Regions from separate parts of the Delphinus delphis genome. Here region 1 is linked to region 2. A link is a contact called in public Hi-C data. All regions are on one chromosome and are shown on one strand. The core of a region is the stretch at or near the end of the contact, and the rest is flanking DNA. Distances in the headings are between cores, read along the strand shown.

The links. A called contact is a pair of places that touch in the nucleus more often than the background predicts.
Region 1: a contact with region 2 is called in a Hi-C map of muscle, with 4 times the contacts expected there. The contact joins the promoter of RFC5 here to the promoter of TAOK3 in region 2. A contact is called at or near these places in 2 of 3 Hi-C or Micro-C datasets (lung and muscle).

What each region holds. Positions count from the first base shown.
Region 1 is chr13:11,215,814-11,219,317 of mDelDel1.2, forward strand. RFC5 (replication factor C subunit 5) reads right to left here and starts at 1,861. Exons shown (of 11, transcript XM_060028091.1): 1 at 1,685-1,861; 2 at 20-84. The coding sequence starts at 1,752.
Region 2 is chr13:10,913,473-10,916,940 of mDelDel1.2, forward strand. It overlaps TAOK3 (TAO kinase 3), which reads left to right and starts at 1,507. Exons shown (of 21, transcript XM_060028084.1): 1 at 1,507-1,759.

The DNA of each region.
Region 1 (3,504 bases), core at 611-3,110, 300 kb after region 2:
CTGACACATGGATACATACTGGTACTCAAGATGTCCTGATGAGAAATGAGATCATCCAGTGTCTGTGGCCGGTATTTTTCAACCCTGAAATACAATTTAGCATTGATTACAACATATATAAAGGCAAGAACATTTTGTTATGTGCAAAAGAATCCTTTCATATCCTAACTAAAACAGAAAGAGATACAAAACCCTTTAACAGTGGTTCTCAACCGGGGCCATTTTGTCCTCCAGTGAACTCTTGATAGTATCTGGAGACATGTTCCACTGTCAAAGCTGAGTGGGGGGTACTACTGGCATCTAGCGGATAGGCACCAGGGATGCTGTTAAACATGCGGCCATGCACAGGACAACCCCCATGCCCTCCCGCGACACCCCACATATCTGGCCCCAAATATCAATAGTGCTAAAAAACTGCTCTCATTTCATCTTTCCAGCTGTCTGCCTATAATCTCAACCTGGATGGGCACCTAAGTTAATCCAAAATTGAACTCATATCCAAATATAAATTAACAGATGAATGGATAAATAAATGGTGGTATAGCCACACAAGGGAACGTTATTTGGCAATAAAAGGAAATCAGTTACTGATATAAGAAGCCAGTAACGGGACATCCCTGGTGGTCCAGTGGGTAAGACTCTGCACTCCCAATGCAGGGGGCCCAGGTTCGATCCCTGGCTGGGGGATTAGATCCCGCGTGCCTGCTGTAACTAAGAGTTCGAATGCCGCAATGAAAGATCCCACATGCCGCAACGAAGATCCTGTGTGCCACAACTAAGACCCGGTGCAGCCAAAATAAATAAATAAAAATTTCTTTTAAAAAAAGAAGCAGCCAGTCACAAAAGGCCACGTATCATATGACTCCATTTATATGAAATATCCAGAATAAGCAAATTCATAAGAAACAGAAAGTAGATTAGTGGTTGCCACGGGCTGAGGAAGGGGGGAATGGGGAGTTGCCAATGGGTATGGGGTTTCCATTTGGGATGATGAAAAATTTTGGAACTAGATAGTGGGATGGTTACATAACATTCTGAATGTACTTTATGCCACTGAATTGTACATTTTAAAATGGTTACAACTGTGAATTGTATGTTATGTATTTTTATTACGATAACAATAAACTGAAAAGAAACAACTTGGAGTTTTCCGAAATCAAGTCAAATTCATTCACTCTTTAAACCATCACTAAGACACAGTTGTGTGAGTAGGATGGTTAAGAGTGCAAGCTCTGAATCTGGACCAGCTGGGTTCAAATACAAACTTATTTTCCAACTCTGGACCTCTGGCAAGTCATTTAACCTTTTGGTAAAACTGGAATAACAGTACCTTCTTCCTAGTGTCTGTAAATTTCCAACATCTAATAGGGTGCCTGCTAATCTAATAGAAAGTCACTTAAATAAAAGTTAACTAGGGAGCGTTGTCATCATCATCATCATATTATTCTAGTTTAGAATCTGACCAATAATCGTACCGAGAGAAGAGAATATTTTGGCAAGAGAGAAGAATATTTTGCCACGGAGGTCAAGGTAGTGTCAGAAGACACGAGATCGAACCCCTGTGCCGATCGAACCCTGGGGCGGCGGGGCGAGGACGGGGTGGGGACCTGCCACTTGCCCACTCCGGCCACCACCTCCCCGCGCGGCCGACCCCCTTCCCCGCGGCTGCTGGGCCTCCTCCTACCAGGGCAGGTTCCTGATCTTGCCCCCTTCAGGCTGCTGCTGCTGCTGCTTGTGCGCTGAGGTCTCCATGACAGGGTGACGGAGGTCGCTGGGTCCGGTGGGTTTGTCGCCTCCCCCAGCTGCCTGCTCCGCGACCAGTCAAGACGTGACCCCGAGACCCACGTACTTACAGTTCGCGCGCAAACGCAACTCTCGCGATGTTTAGCTGCTGGCTTCCGACTTCCTCCCCTCCGGTCCCGCCCCCTCCCCGTTGCTAAGGCCTCTGTTGCCTGGTTACCGGGAGGCCCAGGCCGTCAGCCTTGTTCCAACTCCGCCGTTCTAGCCGGGGCTGCCCTCTCTCTGGTGCGGCTTGGGCGTCCCGAGCCCAGCGAGCGCGGGAGCAGGAGAGGCAAGGCCACCCCTTACAGTTCTTGAATACAGTTGCCGTATGAAAAAAGGCTCCAAATACTTTGTTGGCCCCAAAGCTGGCAGGTGAGTACTTTAAATTGAAAAACAATTCCAAGCACAACTCCAACTCCAATCCGTCTCCCAAATCCATTTCCTTCACCCAACAAAATTTACAGAACCGACCGACCTCTAGAAACAACTCCAGAGCGAAAACAAATAAATAAGTAAGTAACTTCCATTTAGGTTAATATGTGTAACTGGAAAAGGCTAGTCAGTAAGCATAGAGGACAGGCTGCCTCTGATCTCAAGCTACTGAGGAGAATCGTTATCAAAATGTTAGCATTTTTTTCTGAGGTGAGGGGATTATGGACCACTTTTGTTTTCTTCTATTTTGCTGGTCTGTATTCCCAGCAATGAGTATGTATTACATCCATAATAAAGTTTTTTTTTGTTTCGTTTTTTGTTCTTTTGCGGTACGCGGGCCTCTCACTGTTGTGGCCTCTCCCGCTGCGGAGCACAGGCTCCGGACGCGCAGGCTCAGCGGCCATGGCTCACGGGCCCAGCCGCTCCGCGGCATGTGGGATCTTCCCGGACCGGGGCACAAACCTGTGTCCCCTGCATTGTCAGGCAGACTCTCAACCACTGCGCCACCAGGGAAGCCCTGTTTTTTTTTTTTTGTTTTTTTTTTTTGCGGTACGCGGGCCTCTCACTGCTGTGGCCTCTCCGGTTGCGGAGCACAGGCTCCAGACGCGCAGGCTCAGCGGCCATGGCTCAAGGGTCCAGCCGCTCCGCGGCATGTGGGATCTTCCCGGACCGGGGCACGAACCCGTGTCCCCTGCATTGGTAGGCAGACTCTCAACCACTGCGCCACCAGGGAAGCCCTGTTTTTTGTTTTTTAACATGCTGAGAAAGGCAACAACCCTGGGAGAAGATGAGGCTGGACCGGGATCAGAAGTGTTCTGATTCAGAAGTAGCTGCTCCTTGCATCTTATTACATCACCGTCGCCTGTTTTAGGAGCAGAGTAGAGGGACAGAGGACAAATACACGATGGCAGTTATGGCTTCACCCTCGCCCCTGCCTGGGGAGTCAGAAGAAGGGGGTCAGATGGGGCTTGTGATATGACAGTGCCCCTGCTCTCTGCTTCCTCCTGACACTGGTTGTGCAGGTCGCTAGGGTACCACTGTTCCCGCTCAGCTTTGGGCAGGTTACTTCTCTCCTCGTCCAACCATATCTACTCCAAGATGGCTGTGAGGATTAGATGAAATAACATAGGTAAAGCATCTGGTATATTCCACCCGCCTCTCTCTCTCTTCTAGAAATCTCTTCACTCATCCTGTACTTGGCACAAATGTTTCCTCTCAAACAAAACCTAAAGAATGGCTGGTGTGACTATGCCGGGGAGGGTTAATTTTATGTGTCAACCTGACTGGGCC
Region 2 (3,468 bases), core at 257-2,756:
TTGGACAGTCTGTAAAAATCAAGTTCCCTTAAAACCAAGTACCCTTTTTACCACCTTAAAATCACTCTACATCCCTTCCCAAAATGGCACTCAGTCACATCGCTCAGGAGACATCTACATCCAAATTCATTTTAGAGGAAGTACTGCCAGCACTCTTCTACAGGCCCTGTCTACATACCCTAACACTCAAATCTTAAAGGGGAGCATCTTAATTGGAATGGGTATGATTTTAAAACACTAGGAAAAACATGAATAGTGTTTAGAACACAAATTTTGTTAGCAGGAGTTAAAAAAGAGTTAATGATGGAAAGTTTTCTAAGAGCTAAGTCCTGCATACATCTGACAATGCTTAGGAACAAACTGTGTTCCTGAAGTGAAACAATGTCTTCACAAATTTCATAAACTTTAGGATTTAGGGGTGAAGGTAGCAGTTTTCAGTTTCCAGTATTGATTTAATCAACATATCCAGTTTCACAAAAAATATATAAAGAATGGCTCCGAGTTAACACCATGCACTTTCTCCCCTGGCAAGCTCCATCTTGCAGCTTGGATCAAGATGGGTCTCTGGTTATCACGAGTTGCACTTGGGTCAAAGTTCATTATACTTTGGCCACTAGTTCCCACAAAATCATTAAAATCATTTCCTGTGGCCCTGAAAAAGAATATGTTGAACAGGCTTACTGAAGCCTTGCTAAAGCTAACAAGGGTTCCCCTACCACACAGTTCCTGTTCCTACTTGTCAAAATGATTATCATAACCCACAAAGTGAGTATTTCTTAAGTTTTGTCCTTGTACCTATCAAAATGTGCCCCGTCAGTGTTGAGTGCCTGTGTGCTGAGTATGCATCTAGTACATAGATTTTTTTCCCCCAACAGCATCAAACTAACGTCTCTAGAACGCAGTGCAAGTAAGGGCAACTCCCTTGCCAAAGATATAAAAGACTTTAAATCCAGGAAATTTACAAGTCCTGAGTAAATAAATGCCATTATTAATTTGTGGTAGAATTACTTAGAAAGCTGTGCCAGGTCTAACGGGGGAATGGGGGCCTGAAAGGCTCTAACATGGTGGTCCCAGGGAGTCCCAGAGGGCCTCGGCCTCTGGGAGTCTCCCAAGAAAAGTAAAGGCTCAGTGGGGAGTGCCATGAACTTTGACCCCAACTCAGCACAAACAAGGCAGACCGCACCCGAGGCGGGCCAGTGGGTAACTGAAGTTGCAAGCTCTTCCGCATCTGAGGAAACCCCGCCCCGTCCCGCACCGCCCACCTTCAACTTCGCCAATCCTTGGGCGCCATCGACAGCTCGGTGTCCCAGGCACCTCCAATCAAGTACCTATATCCGGCCCCAGGTCTGCGCCCCACGATCAGGGAAGGTCAGTAGAGAGCCTATCGGAGCCTGTCTGGGGGCGTGGTCGGGGGCAGGGGGCGGGCGGGCTGGGACGGCGGGGCGGAGCGCGCTCGGCGCAATCGGGTGCGATTGGCCACCCCTGGCAGGAGCCGCACCTCGGACAGCAGCAGCGGCGGCCGCGGGAGGGTCCGTGTGGCTCCCGGTGGTGGCGGCGGCGGCTGTGGGGACCTGCGTGAGAGAGTGGGACCCGACGCGGAGACCGCGGGCGGAGGTTCCGCGCGGCCGGACCCGACACTCAACGACTGGACCCGGGGATCCACCGGGGAACAAGCGGCAGAAGAGCGACTCGGTAACAAGTGTGGGAGAGGAAGCGGCGGCGGCGACGCCGGGCCCGGGATGGTGACAGCAGGTCTGAGGTGAGAGCACCGGGGCGCGGAGAGGTGACAGAATGAGTCGGGGCGAGGGGACCCAGGGCGGAGTGGGGTCGGCGAGGACCCGAGTGAGGGGAGTTCCGGGAGTGGGTTTGACAGTCTGGACTGTGGAGAGGAGATCCCCAGAGGGGCCGGCCCCGCGGGTCTGAGAGGGAGACCCCGAGAGGACTTGGGACAGAGCGGGTGTGAAGGGAGGGGACCCCCAGAAGGACTGGAAAAGTGGGTCTGAAGGGGCACCCCCAGAGGAGCCAGGACAGTGGTTCTCAAGGGAGGGTACCCTGAAATGGGCAAGGACAGCGGCTCTCAGCGGCAAGGGGACCCCGAGAGGGCTTGGGACAGCAGGTGTGTTGGAGGACCCCGAGAGGGGCTGGAACAGCGACTGTGACGGGGGACCCCGCGGGGGCTGGGGACCCGGGTCTGAGCGGGGACCCGGGGGGCGTGCGGTGGAGGCGCGGCCCCGCCCCGCTTGGGTGAGAAGAGGGGGCCTGGGTCCGGGTCGCGGCGCCGGGTGAGTCGGGACAGCCGGCCTCCGCTCCCCGGGTGCACTCAGACGAGCTTCCTAAGGGCGGAGTGGGAGACGGGGGATCGCCTGAGCCCCCGTGACTCTGTGGGTGACTCTAAGGAAAGGGGATTATGTAATGAGACATCTTCTAGGAGAACGCGCAGGCTGGAGGGTCTGGCCGAAGCGCGGGGATCTTGGAAAGGGCAGGAGCGAGGGGCTGGGGACCTCTTCTCACTGGCCCCCTGGCTTCCCGTTTGTTTCTCCGAGTTGGGCTTGGATGCCTTGAAAGTGAGGGGCTTCCTGAACTCGATAGCTTCATCAGGATGAAAAAGTTGGAGAGGACTTCTTTAACTCACCGCAAACCGAGTGGAAAGGGAAAGGGACCCTTTTGGAGATGCAGGTTTTGGGTTAATTAGGCTGTTGATTTTGATAGACCCTGCCTTTTTCACTTCGGCTCAGCAGAGAGCTTAGAAAGTTTTTCAGGTTCGGCAGCACGTCCGTATCAGTGTTTACAATGCAGACTCAAAGGAACTATATACTAAGGTGGACTGTTTATCTTTGATGTGTTGGAAAGATAGTTGGAAGATCGAACTAAATTTTGAAAAGAGGTTTTGGAGTCGCCAAACTAACAGCACTTTCCAATTGGATTTCTAATTCTAAAAGCTACCAGGACTGAGTTTTAGACATAATTCCAGGACAGGCTAAGGATAGAGATAAGCCTATTTAAACCGGACACCGTACGCGCTGGTGGGAGGCAAGTGTGTGTCTATTAAAATGCTGAAACGAATAGTGGAAAGCGATAGGGGGTGGGAATTGGGGGGCAGCCTCCTACTTTGATGGATATGAAAATTAAACTAATGACCAGGCTAGTTGTTTGGAATACTTAGGATTGTTAATACCGCCCCGACTACTTCTCGAATGTTCTCTTGAATGCACACGCTTTGTTGCGGTTGCACACAGCAGTTTTGCATTTGAATGTTTTAACCTCTTTTTCTCTGTGTTGCTTCTCCTCACCCCGTATCGTTGCGACGAGCTTCTTTTTCATAGAAGCAGACTTAGAAAATGATGGTTTGGGGGAAATACTAGGGAATGTAATTATTCTATCATTTTGCAGTTATTTAGATATCTTCTTTGTTTCAGGTTTAGAATAATGTCTTATTGGAAGCCTTTGCCCATGTTCAGTAATGGGCAA